2 separate regions of the Triticum aestivum genome follow, and region 2 is linked to region 1. Evidence: chromatin contacts called from public Hi-C data. All regions are on one chromosome and are shown on one strand. The core of a region is the stretch at or near the end of the contact, and the rest is flanking DNA. Distances in the headings are between cores, read along the strand shown.

Region 1 (6,354 bases), core at 2,528-5,027:
TATCACCGCTGTTCTCGCTCACGGCGTTACTCCCAGACTCTGGATGCTGCCCTTCGTTCGCAGGCTGAGGCTGCGTCTGAGCTAACCGCTGGCTCCTCCTAGATCTCCACCTCATGCCCTCCACTAGCAGTGAGTTCGTACTGATAGCGATCCCGAACCCGGTGAATGATGAGAGTAGGACCGCAAGGACTGCATTCACTTTTAGCTGCAAGTTTAGTGATAAACATTAAGAGGTGCTGTAAACGCGTTGTATCTGCATCGGATGTAATTATGGGAAGAAGCTTCATACCACATTGTAAAAGATATGAGCAAACAGGATCACGATAGCAAACTGGAAGGATGCATAGGCCCATAGGTAGCTCTTGGTCACTGAAGGAGCAAAGAAGATTCGGATTATAATGTTGACAAGAAGTCCACTACATAACAGATAAATAACCCTAAGCAAATTGGCACAACAGTCCGACTGCAGCACTACTGGAACCGAATGTGCCACCATTGACACTTAATATACACTCATGATTTACTCATTTTTTTCAGCAAACTCAACACTAATTTGAGTTAGAAATTGGAAGGCGCAGTAGTAAAACACTAGAATTTTGGTCTTTCACTGCATGCACAACACTGAAGAGCCTGTTTACTATCTCAAATTCTCAATAAAATATCTAGTGTTCGTCATGCTGGAAATGCTTCTTACAGTAGCAAAAATGGCCCAAATAATAGAGTATTCTTACTTACCCATAGTGGATGCTATCATGGAAGAAAGGAGGCCCAACACACATGAGAAAGGCAATGAAATTGCCAGTGCACGTGACTGCAAATCAGTAACCTGTTCCAGTGAAAGAGTAGATGCAATTTAGATGGCTTTCACAGAACTGGAGAAAAGGTTGAGTTACATTCAAGTGAACTGGTAAAGAAACAAGCAAGGAACACATACCAGAAGTTGTTCCAAGAAACAGAAGTAGGCAAGCATGCTAACCATCACTAAAATTGGAATGTCCTGCCAAAATCTGCAAGAAACTGGAAGTATCAGATTTTGCCAAACATGCAAACTCATCAATCAATATTTGCTGTTTTCTACTCCCTCCGTGCCATAATATAAGAGCGTTTTTCACACTAGTGTAGTGTAAAAAACGCTCTTATATTATGGGACGGAGGGAGTAACTTCTAAGAGTAGATCAATCACAAAAATTACTGGAAAATACATTTGAAGTTAGTTTTCCCTTCTCTGTTTCAGAAAGTGCACATAACCAGGAGAAAACAGTAGCATTCCTACCTATCAATCCAGATAGCATTGAACCTAAAAGTACTCTGTATTTGCGAACCAAATTATTCTCTCAAGCATTCGTACCTGTACTGTTGAGCTGCTCTTTGCTGAGCACCGTTTGCTAGTCGCCTGGTAACGGTTTGAGTCGGAATTCTCATCAGAGTCACAGGCAGATTCTTAACTTCTTGTCTGCAGACATCACATATCTTGTTACCCTTGATGCTAAACCATTTGACAGCACAATCTTGGTGCGCGAGGGCAAGCTCTCCTTTGCAGCTGCACTCCATTTTAAGTGTCTCTCCGCCTTCGTTGAGTTCAACAAAACAAATTCTGCAGACTGCCTCTTCTTCAGGAATATCTTCACCTCCATCTTCAGGACCTGACAAGGACGACTGGAATGAACAAATGCTGCTTCCGGAAGGAAACGGTTTGGTCTAAGAAAATACCAGAGTAAAGATTTAAAGAGAGTAGATACCGTCAGCTGTTTCTTCAATGACATCAGTTGGTACAACTGTATCAGCTGGAACAGGTCGCGGAGTTGCTGGAATCACACGGATGACACCCAGTGAATCTGCTCTCCTCAAACTCCTGTTTTTACGATTTCCTGGTACTGAAAGTGATCGCCTAATTTGTGCTTGAACTTCTTGTTTCTGACAACATCATAAAACATACATTTTAAAAAATAGGACCTTTGCAAAATTGCAATTTGCTTAAGACAGTGCAAGACCTCATTTCCAACTGGCCTGTGTAAAAGGTATATAATCTCGCATTTATCTGGATACAGCAGAAAATATGTATGTACTTACAGATGTAGTTGGGTGGTCGACTATCTGAATTCCCGGAGAAGCTTTATCAGAGGTTCCAACAGGTGTGACTGGCAAAGAATAGGTACGTTTTGCCGATAATGAGTTAATGACCTTTCTGAAAGAGAAAGATCCTGGTTGAGTTGGATTATCCAGCGACCCTTCCGACGCCGTCCCAGGAAGTAGGAGGATTGTCCGGTCACCTTCCTGTGCTGAATTCCTTAACCTGAAACTCTGCTGCTTGATAGATGACTTTGGTCTAGCTGAGTTAGGCCTTGGTGGCAGTCCGGCTCTTGTCGAACTGGGGCTGGCGGATATATTAATCCTCGTTGAAGTAGGTATATGGTTATCCAAGGTCCTTGTTGGTATTTGCAAAGAAAGGTTTGGCCGTCGCGAATTCTGCCCCTGTGCACTTTGGGCAGTGTCATCCTGGTCTTGTGCCTACATGGTCAAGCAAAGAACGAAATTAAATTGAGCTTGTAAAACTAATGGAATAGAAAGAAGAGCAAGACATCGAAAGATGTGAGAGACGCATCACGATTCTTGAGCCGATACACTTAACATCAAGCTCAGGGCACTCATCTTATAGGTTGTAAACACATGGGCTAGCAACATCAGATGTTCTCTTTCAGTGATCTTCCACACAGTCTAGAACTCCAAATTCAGTAACTCAGACACTGATAAGAAACACGAATCTGAGGAGTGTGACAACACCTTCACCATGACCCATGAGTCTACAGAGGAGCATGGCTTAAAATAAAACACCTACCCGAATGATCATACCATTTGTAATGCTAATAACTGAAAGCTGGTCCTCTGTTCCTAAGGCAACAATGTATCCAGCTGTTTTTTTTTTCTTTTCTTTTTGTGATGAACAATTTATCCACAGCTAACTATGCAGAACAATCGCACTAGTAGCCACATGGACACAAATCGAGCAAGCCGTTTCAGTGTCGCAAATTCTTGAGAAACTGTCAGGAAACCTGATAACAGACGCTAGCTACTGCTATAGTTGTAGGTCATGTGAGGACAGTGACAGACGGGCATGGAAACCATGGTAGGCACACACAGGGCCCGTCTACCACAATTGAGGAAAGCCGCTTTGGTTAAAGGAAAATATCAAGAAACAGATCGATCCTCCACTAGCAATTGAACTCGCCACGACAGAAAAAAGGGAAATCAAAGGAGCGCCGAAAGATCCGCGATTCACCGCCGAAGCTCGCATCTCCCGCTGAAGCAGGAGCAGGCGAAATTAAGCGAACACCGAATTATCCGCAGAGTTTAACGGGAAACAGAGCCGAGCAATCAGGACTCGTAGATGGTAAACGAACGGCAGCACAGGCACGAGCAGTCAGCAGAGCGCCGCAGAATTCACGCAGAGAAAGCAACGGAGGTAGTGGCGGCCGGGGTGTAGAAGAGCGGGGGTGGTCGGGATCTCACCGCGCGGTCGCCGGAGCGTGGCGGCGGCGGCCCGTCGGCGCGGTCCATGGGCGCCGTCGCGGACAATTCGATGCGGTGCCTTTGGCGCAGAGCGAGACGGGGGCGATAGAGAGTGAGGGACGAATCGTGGGGAAGGAAAGAAGGAAGGAGGTGTGGCGTTGTCGTTGGGAAGCAGCTGCACTGCTGCTGCGGAGGCTCGGGTAGGCAGGGGAAGTCCGGCGGAAGCAGAGCTTTGCGGGTGGGACTGGGCGGCCCCTTTTTCCTGTTTCGCCCTCGGGTTTCCTACTTATCGAAGAAAACTAGAGCCACCACACACCCACCTCTCGCTCTCGACTCTCGGCAGGCAAACTTGTCTCAGAAAACAGAAAAAGTCTCAGCAGTCAGCAACCAAACTACTCCTAAGCGGCAATCTTTCTTTAAAGAAGCAATATACTGCTCAATAAAGTACACGGAAGAGTACATGACACTGTTCAGAACGTGCTCATAAGTACAGTCGCGGGTTGTACGTATTCCTTCATTCTGAAGCAAGCAACCTATAATGCAATGTATTGTAGTCGAGCTGCATGGTCTGGATCCTCAGTTGGTAAGCAGAGAGAGTAGTACTGCTAGTATTGTTGTCCACTCAAGGTTGGGTTCGTAGACTATAGCGCAGCCGTCAAATCTCGGAGCCACGCCAGTGGATTGTGCAACGATAATTCAAAAGAAAAAGTGGGTCGTACAGTGGCTGAAATGCCTTTGGTCGAAAATGACCCGCGGTCTGTAGCCTGTTCCCGTGGCCGTGGGAAAGAGGCGCGAGGTGTGTGAGCCGAGAAAAGCGGCCGCCTCTCCGCATCCGCTGCCACGGGCGCCGGAGAAATCCTTGGACCGCTGCCTGCGAGACTACTACCTGTGCGTGCGCCGCTGCCACGGAAGCGAACGGCCCGCGAGCGGCGGATCGCAATCGCATGGCGGGGGTTGGGCTCGGACGCTCGCGTTGGCCGCGCCGCGCCGCGCCGCCGTTCTTGAACGGCGGCGTCCGAGCGACCATAATCTAGTGACCGGAGTAGTACTGTACAAACAAACTGCCACTCCCTCCAAGAAACAGACTGCCTTTCTCTGTCCGCCGTGCGATCGAACTGGCCAAAACAGTGGCCTCTTACTTTGATCTTTTCTTCCCGGGACGACGGACGGATCGGCTTTGGATCGCGCTTTACGCGACAGTGGCCGCTTACTCGGACAGCAGGCGCTCCCCCGTCTAGTCTAGCTTAATCAGCCGCTTATTCGGCAAGGTTTAGAGATAAGTTTATTGCCAGCCGCCCATTGTGGAGCCTGACGAGCACCGCCGCTTTGAATAGTGACGCGGACACACTGCAGTGACATGGACAACCGGGCATATGCGTATACCGACACGCATGAAGGAGTGCGCTTTTTCTCGTTTGGGAGCGTATCATTGACAGTGACAACTGATTAACACGAAATCTATGGATCACTAGCTAGGTGAGTCGATCGGGTCATCAGCGTTTTCTGGAACACCGTGACGTCTGGGCAATTACCTTGGTTGCATCGGTGGTCGTTTCCATGCGGAACCATCCAACTGAAACTACGGTTTATATTTTACTTTTCGTTATAGAAAATTTATACAATAAATACTAATAAGAAGTTAATAAAAGGGTTTAAGCTTCATGCATTTGCTCATGGAGTCGTTGGTTACAAATGTTATGCATGTGTTTGATTGGTGTGCTTACAATTTCTCAATGCGTGATGTAACTTGAAAAGGTTAAATAAAAAATAATACGTATGATATAGATTGAAATTGAGGGAGCGTAATATTGTATAAAACCACTTGAGTATGAAATGGAGCGTAATAAAAAACAATTCCATGGAGCATAATATTGTATGAAATTGAGGGAGTGTAATATTGAGGGAGCGTGATGTAACTTGAGTATAATATGATTATATAAAATGTTTTCGAAGATGCGTCAAATTGGTTTTGTCCTTTAAAGTTGTGATTTATTATCTCAATTAAGCACTAAAAATACTATCATATGCTAACTCAATAAAATATATGAATAAATATAAATTAATGAAACCCGAATGTATCCTGGGCCAGTTGTAGCCTCTGCTATCAAGAGTAGTGAGTTTATAATCAAAAAAAATCTTCTGGTATTTAAATTTAACCGTGTTAATATGAATGGAATAACAAAATCATTTCACTGGAATATCAACGAAATAGGAAATGCATTTATTGAGTGATAAATAAATAAGTTATTTTTATTAATGTCGTTATTTATGATATCTTGGTATTTTCAATCTCAAAATTTATACACCCTCCATCCCAAAATAAGTGTCTCAATTTTGTACTAACCTTAATACAAAGTTGTACTAAAGTCGAGACACTTATTTTGGAACGAAGGGAGTACAATATATTAGTCCATGACTAAATAACATCCAGTAGAAATGAAGACATGTTGTATTATAATCTTCAACAAGAACATCCGACGATAATATTTTCTACCTTATGTTGTACATGAACAAACTACATGAAAAAATAAAATATATATTTGTTCATAATAAAATTAAATGGCAGCACACGATGCACCGAAAACCACGGTGATAGATGTGTTTTCTAATAATAGTTAAATGACTCGTTGTTAAAAAAATAAAAATTGCAATGCAAACTGATATTTCGTACAACAAATGTCCTCAAGAGCATAACGAACCAATCACATATTGTAATAAGATACAGTCGGAACGAAATATTATACTAAATAAACAAACATGACAATCAACAATAAGGAGACAACATTGTGAAATAATTACAATGGCTTGATATACCAATTACACAATGGATACCATTGAAGGTGGAGA
Region 2 (6,585 bases), core at 860-3,359, 340 kb after region 1:
CAGAAACAGAGCAGCACAGCAGGACATAGCCGACCTTCGAGGATGGACCATGCTCCAGGAACACCTAGAGAAGAAAGGAACCAACATCTTCCCTCTCAATCACCGAAGAGGGACCCTTCCCCCTCGCCATGGCTCGTAGGCGCCGTATCGTCGGGATTTCGAGAAGCTCACCCTAGAGTTGGAAGATTGTCGCCCTCGCATCGCAAGATGGACATAGGATGCCCACATCGATTTGGGATATATCTCGCCGGCTGCTCCGCCACAGTCCAAGCCCAACTGGTTGAGGACAAGCTTCAAGGAATCGGACGACGCAGAGGTGGTAGCTCAATCCCTCACCTGCATAACCTCCCGACTGAGCCCCGCACCCTCGACGACGCCTCCAGCAAGGTCACGACGCGCAAGGCGCCGCCGCCGCCAAATCCGCCGAGGATAAAAGTTTTCACCCGGGCAGGGGTATCGGGGTGGAGAGCAGGGGACCTCGGCTGCGCCCCCATGGAGGAAAGCAACGCCATTGGGCGTTGCCGCTGCCGGGCCGGCCAGACCGGCCAAGGTTTCCCCCGGTACCCTAGCTGACCACCAACACGCACCAATGCCGGAGCCAGACGCTAGCCCACACCGGAGGCGAGAGCGAGGCAGCAGGGGATATGGATTTCGCACCTCCAGATCTGACGAAGAGATCTTCTCGCCGCGCCGGATTCCACCAGCCACCCGCCGCCTGCGCGGCCAGGCACGCTGGCCAGCACCCCCTGCGAACGCCGCCCACCGTCTGATGGCGTCGCCTCTCCGGCAAGGGCCGCCGCCCCAGGAACCACGACCTCCAAGAGGGGAAGGAGCGCCGAGATCCCCGCCGCCACCTTCACCGGCGTTCGCACGGGCTTCCCGGCGGCCGTCTCTGGTAGCGGCGAGGGGGAGGAAGGGAGTGGAGGGGGGTGGCGGCGGCGGCAAAACTCTAGTCGCCCCCGAGTCGCCCAAGGGGACGATGCGAGGGCCGGGAGGGGAGAGGGGGAAACCTCACCCTGCGACTGTCCCTCGAGTTTTGTTTTTTAAGGTACCTTGATTGGTGCTAGTACATATCACATCATAAGGACGCCGCTTACAACCACCAGTCTAATCGACACAATCACACAACCAACACAAATGAGGACTTCAACTTCCATCTTCATCTTACCAAACATGGAGAAAGACTTCAGTCATGGTGTATCCTTGCTTTCCATGCAGCTTCGTCTTCTTTGATAAAGGGTGATGACAACGCATAGTGTCTTGGGCTTGGTGGTGCTCTCTGAGCACAGGGTCTCGATCTCCGTAGTGAAAAACCTAGGTTCGACCTTCGATGGCTGCACTCGGTCGTGCGGTGTTTCACATGTGGTGTCCTTGTTGAAAGAATTGCTTCGGAGTCTTCTCAGATGCTCTCCGGGGTGAACAATTTTTGAAAATATTGACCAATTTTTTTTATTCCAAACAATTTTCAAGGGCAAAACCAACTTTGAAATTATAAACATTTTTTTAAAAGATTTTGAATATTTTTGAAACTTGTAAATTTTTTATAAAAAACACAGAAAAAAACAATAGAAAAAATTGAAAATCTGATGTCGGAATTTTGGGCATGGCAAGTCGAACATTTTTATGGAAAATTATGTTAACATAAGGATGACAAATTTACCACGCGTAAACGCGGTGAGTAATCTTCAAATCATTTTTTATGGGGATGGCAAATTTAGTTTGCAACCACGACAATTTTTTGAAGAAAAAATAAATTGAGCCGGTTTTCCATGCTTACCAACTAAACTTGACATCATCGACAAACGAAAATTGCCATAAAAACGTTTGAATTGCCATAGTAAAAAATGTAACGTCAGATTTGTAGTTGAGTCCTAGAAAATACTGGTTCAACAACCTTATGATAGGTTCCAAAATCAGGAAAACAAGCAAGGAAAGGTTCCTGAAACCTGGAGTCTGTACATTGTACCTACAGAAATGGGCCTGCTCAATATCTCGATTGCTCGTTCGTAGCCTGTGCGAAGTGTCGATAATCCGACGAAATAAGCGTGACATAGGATTCACCTCAACATTCCGCCAACATTTCCAGGAGCGTTATTTGACGCACCCTGCGTCAAACAGCGTCGTGACAAACAGACAACGCCGATAGCATTGAGGTGGGCCGGTCCAATACGGCGCTGAGCTTTGACACGAGTTTCGCTTTTCCCTTGCTCCTTTCCGCCGGTTACTTTTTAAACCAACTGTTAGATATTGTACATATAAAGTAAGATTTCTAAGATAACAAATTTTAAGAAATTTTACAGACCGTTTGTAAACTTTAGAAAATGATCTTAAAATAAAATATGTTCATATTTTAAGAAAAGTTCTCAAATCTAAAAATATAGAATTAAACAAAGTTACCATTTAAAAAAATAAAATGAAAATTCAGTAAATGTTCCAGAATCCAAAACATATTGTAGAATTTCAAGAAATTCTTTCGAAATTAAATAAAACAAATTGCAAACCAAAAATGGTTCAGAATTTAAAATTATTCTATAAAACAATATTATTGAATAAGAAAACATTATAAATTTAGGAAATGGTCTCAAGAACTAAAAATTACCCCAAATACAAAAAAAAATCTTGAAATCAATAAAAGTTCTGAAAAATTGGTTCATTTATAAATTATGCACTCAAATTGAAATAAGATATTGAATTCACAAAAAGTTCCTGAATAAAAAATACGAACATCTTTGTTTTGGAAATGTGAAAGTTTTTTGAAAAATTGATTATTTTTGAAAAAAACAAATTGCGAACATTTCCTGACAAATGTAATCGTTTAGTAAAGTTTTGGAACATTTTTAAGACACTAATAGTTTTTCATATGTCAAAACATTTTTTGAAATTTGATTTTTGCAAACATTTCTTGAAAATTGAAACCCTTTTTAGTAGTATATGATTTCATTCTCTGAAAACCTGAACAGTTTTAAATTCCTTTTTTTCAAAATCTGATCTTTATCCAAAATTCTGAATAATCTTTCTAATATTTATTATTTTAATAAATTAAAATAAAAATAAATGAAAACCCGAAATATACCTCTGACAAAAAGAAAAGTTAATAAAATAAAAATAATATATAACTGTAAAAACCAGTAAAAAAGGAGAGAAGAGTTCTAATGCCAATTTCCTAAGTTTGAGATCTATGTTTTAAGACTTTACGGGACATTTAAACGCAGAGAGCATCAAATAGGAAAACACCCGGTTTGCCGATCTCAGCGTCAAACAGTGCTTTGACGCCACGGATCGAGTGCAAAAGGGCTGGCCCATTCTAGCGAGCTGGTTATTTTGTTTTTTTTTTTCTGACGTTTTTTACCATCTTTCTCAAAAATCAAAAACATATTTATCTCGCAAGGTGAACAAATTTAGAACTCTGTTATTTAAAAACTGAATATTTTGAAATTCTGAACATCTTTAGAAAGTCAATTTTTAAATAAGGTGTGTATTTTGTAAATTTTGATCTGTTAAGAAAGCATGAAACATTTTCATGAACCCAAACATTTCTGAAACCAAAAACTTGTTTTAAAATTTCTTATTATTTTTTGAAAACACAAACAGTATGTAAATTGTGAAAAAAAAATTATTTTATTTTATAAAAAACCTGAACAATAGAGAATGAAAACAAAAAGTAAAACTGGTATAGAAAAACAACAAAAAAGGAGGAGGACACAATATGTTCAAGCATCTGTACTATTAAAGGGAAGTATGTATCTCGCTCCTTTAGTCCCTTGCAGTCATTTATGCGAAAATAATGTGGAAAGAGAGCCCCGAATCTTTTTAAAAACTGAGCTATTATGTAATTATGTAGCACATTTTTTAATTAGGCATGTGGTTAATCTGGTTTGTTTAAATAGAGATTTATCACCCGAATCAATTTGAAAACTGAGCCACTAATGCAATTAATTAGCTAGACAATTAATTAAGTCTGTTTACATAGAGATTTTTATCAAGAGGCCTAATGGTAAAAAAAGTTGTTGCATGGCTTGCCGGCCCTATAATCCCTGAGGGAGTAACTTCGCCGATTGTTGTTTTTTCTTCGCATGCCCAAGGGATGTCAACTGATTTCTCTACTGTAACGAAATTAAGCTTTCCATCTAAATAATCAACAAATCAAGCAGCAACAAAGGGTTTCGATGCTAAAGCTTTTACACTGTCACCCCATCTGCCTCTACTCAATGGTAGCCACCGACAACCAAAGCTTGCCGACAACGCTGCGTTGATTGCTCATCGCCACGGGTACAAAGGTGACTCCCCCACAATGACTATGCATGAAGTCTAAGTTGCCTACACCGGTGGCCGCGCTAGGTTGCACGATCTCCCTTATTATCCAGCAATGAGCAGGCGACATGACATGCTAGCGTCCTCATCCGTTGTCGGTGCGCGACAAAGTCCAAGGAAACCTAGGTGGTTGGTTGGATGAAGGCCATTGAGGATTAGATCTTAAACCCTACCTCACCTCTCATCTTGCCACCCTTCTCCGGACAGGAGCTAGTAGCCACCAACCTTGTCACAGTACTATTGCCGCCACTGTGCCGAGGACAATTGGTCACACACCACCCATGGCGGATCCATGAATTCAAATTACCAGGGGTGGAAAATTAACTTAAGAAATGTGAAGCACGTGCTCTCTGAAAAATCAACATTAACTTACAAAATTCAAAGCTATATGCACTAAAAATCAGCTAATGATCCAAAGTAGTTCATGATTCTGAACAACTAGATAACGTAACCTCTAAAAACCTCAAAATACAACATAAATGTCATGGAAGACTACTAACATGGACTCCCAAGTCTGATTTGTACCTACCACCACTAGAAACAGGTTCCGGCAAAGAGCTCAGTTAGGCCAGCATTGGGAAGCTGCCACATGGCCAGCTATGCCATCCGCCAGCAGACGGCATAGCTGACCAAATAGGCAGCCAGTGTTCCCAGTGCCTACAGGAAGCTGCCACGTGTACTCTTTGTCGTCTGCTAGCGGACGACAAAGAGGCTATATATCCCCTTTTTACATTTATATCCATTTAATTTCACTGGAATTCACACACAGATATACATATTTTTTTCACAGGACAGCAAACATATGATCTATGCAACACATAGCTCCATCCATGACAACATATATACATACATAAGAAACATAGTATCATCCATACATCTTACACTACTATCACAATGTTCATCCAACACATTGTTCCATGCATCCATATAACAAGTTCCACATTATTCTTCGATAAAAACAAAAAGAAGAACAGAGAAACAAGCACTCCATCCATGCAAGCTTCCATATAGTGAATTAAATATGCAAAATGGGAAACAAGAAAGTTAGAAGAAGAAGTGGAAGAAAACTAGAAGAAGAAGAAGAAGAAGGAGAAGAAGGAGAAGAAGACTAGAAGAAGGAGAAGAAGACTAGAAGAAGAAGAAGAAGAAGTTCTTTTCTTCCCCTTCCTTGATTTTCTTCATCTTATTATGTCATTTGTGGACTAAATAAGCTAAATTATGTCATAAATGGACTAAATAGGCTAAATAAGAAGAAAAATACCATTTTTGAGCTAACGTAGCAAATTATGCCATTTTTGACCTAACTAAGCTTATTGTGTCATTTTAGAGGACAACAAGCTAAGTATATGACATTTATGAGGTTAGCAAGGTTATGATGCCATTTACGAATAAAAACAAGTAAGAGGAGGAAAAGAAGAAGAAGAAAATAAGAAGAAGAAGAAGAACTTCTTCTTTTCTTCCTATTCCTTCTTTCCTTCCTCTTCCTTGATTTTCTTCATCTTATTATGTCATGTGTGGACTAAATAGGCTAAATTATGTCATAAATGGACTAAATAGGCTAAATAAGAAGAAAAATGCCATTTTTGAGCTAATGTAGCAAATTATGCCATTTTTGACCTAACTAAGCTTATTGTGTCATTTTAGAGGATAACAAGCTAAGTATATGAAATTTATGAGGTTAGCAAGGTTATGATGCCATTTACGAATAAAAACAAGTAAGAGGAGGAAAAGAAGAAGAAGAAGAAAAGAAGAAGAACTTCTTCTTCTTCTTCTTTTCTTTCTATTCCTTCCTTCCTTCCTCTTCCTTGATTTTCTTCATCTTATTATGTCATTTGTGGACTAAATAAGCTAAATTATATCATAAATGGACTAAACAGGCTAAATAAGAAGAAAAATACCGTTATCACGGAGGTGTAGGAATGGTCGGGGCTTCGCCATTGTTGGCAGACGGAGGTGACGGTCGGGGTTCCAGCATTGGCAGACGCGGAAGGATTGGTCGATGCTTGTCGGGAGCCATGCTGAACCAAAGATCATTTCCAATAATGTCTCGTTAGCATGATGCAAACTGAAATGTGAATAGTAGTAACTAAGGACCATTCAAATCAAACTCATCGTGCCCGCCAGAGCAATCTGGGGCATTGGCGGAGGGGCCTGACCGTTTTTCTCGCACATGGTCTACACATTTGGTTCTCACGAGTCAGTCATATTAGTTAGTAATGCGAACATTACGTGCATGATTGGGCTAATATGCACAAGGAACGTACCACGATGAGC

Evidence for each region. A called contact is a pair of places that touch in the nucleus more often than the background predicts.
Region 2: a Hi-C map of an unstated tissue shows a contact between it and region 1, with 9 times the contacts expected there. The contact joins the enhancer-like site here to the promoter of LOC123159772 in region 1. A contact is called at or near these places in 3 of 5 Hi-C or Micro-C datasets (leaf and an unstated tissue).

What each region holds. Positions count from the first base shown.
Region 1 is chr7B:631,718,488-631,724,841 of IWGSC CS RefSeq v2.1, forward strand. It overlaps LOC123159772, which reads right to left and starts at 3,778. Exons shown (of 9, transcript XR_006479867.1): 1 at 3,508-3,778; 2 at 2,071-2,508; 3 at 1,740-1,914; 4 at 1,349-1,643; 5 at 935-1,007; 6 at 736-826; 7 at 290-369; 8 at 1-189.
Region 2 is chr7B:632,064,677-632,071,261 of IWGSC CS RefSeq v2.1, forward strand. No RefSeq gene overlaps it. Among protein-coding and RNA genes, the nearest start is that of LOC123159772, 350 kb to the left of the region's middle. Within about 2 kb of position 2,110, at least 2 of the 8 cell types and tissues checked have an H3K27ac peak or open chromatin away from gene starts, as enhancers often do.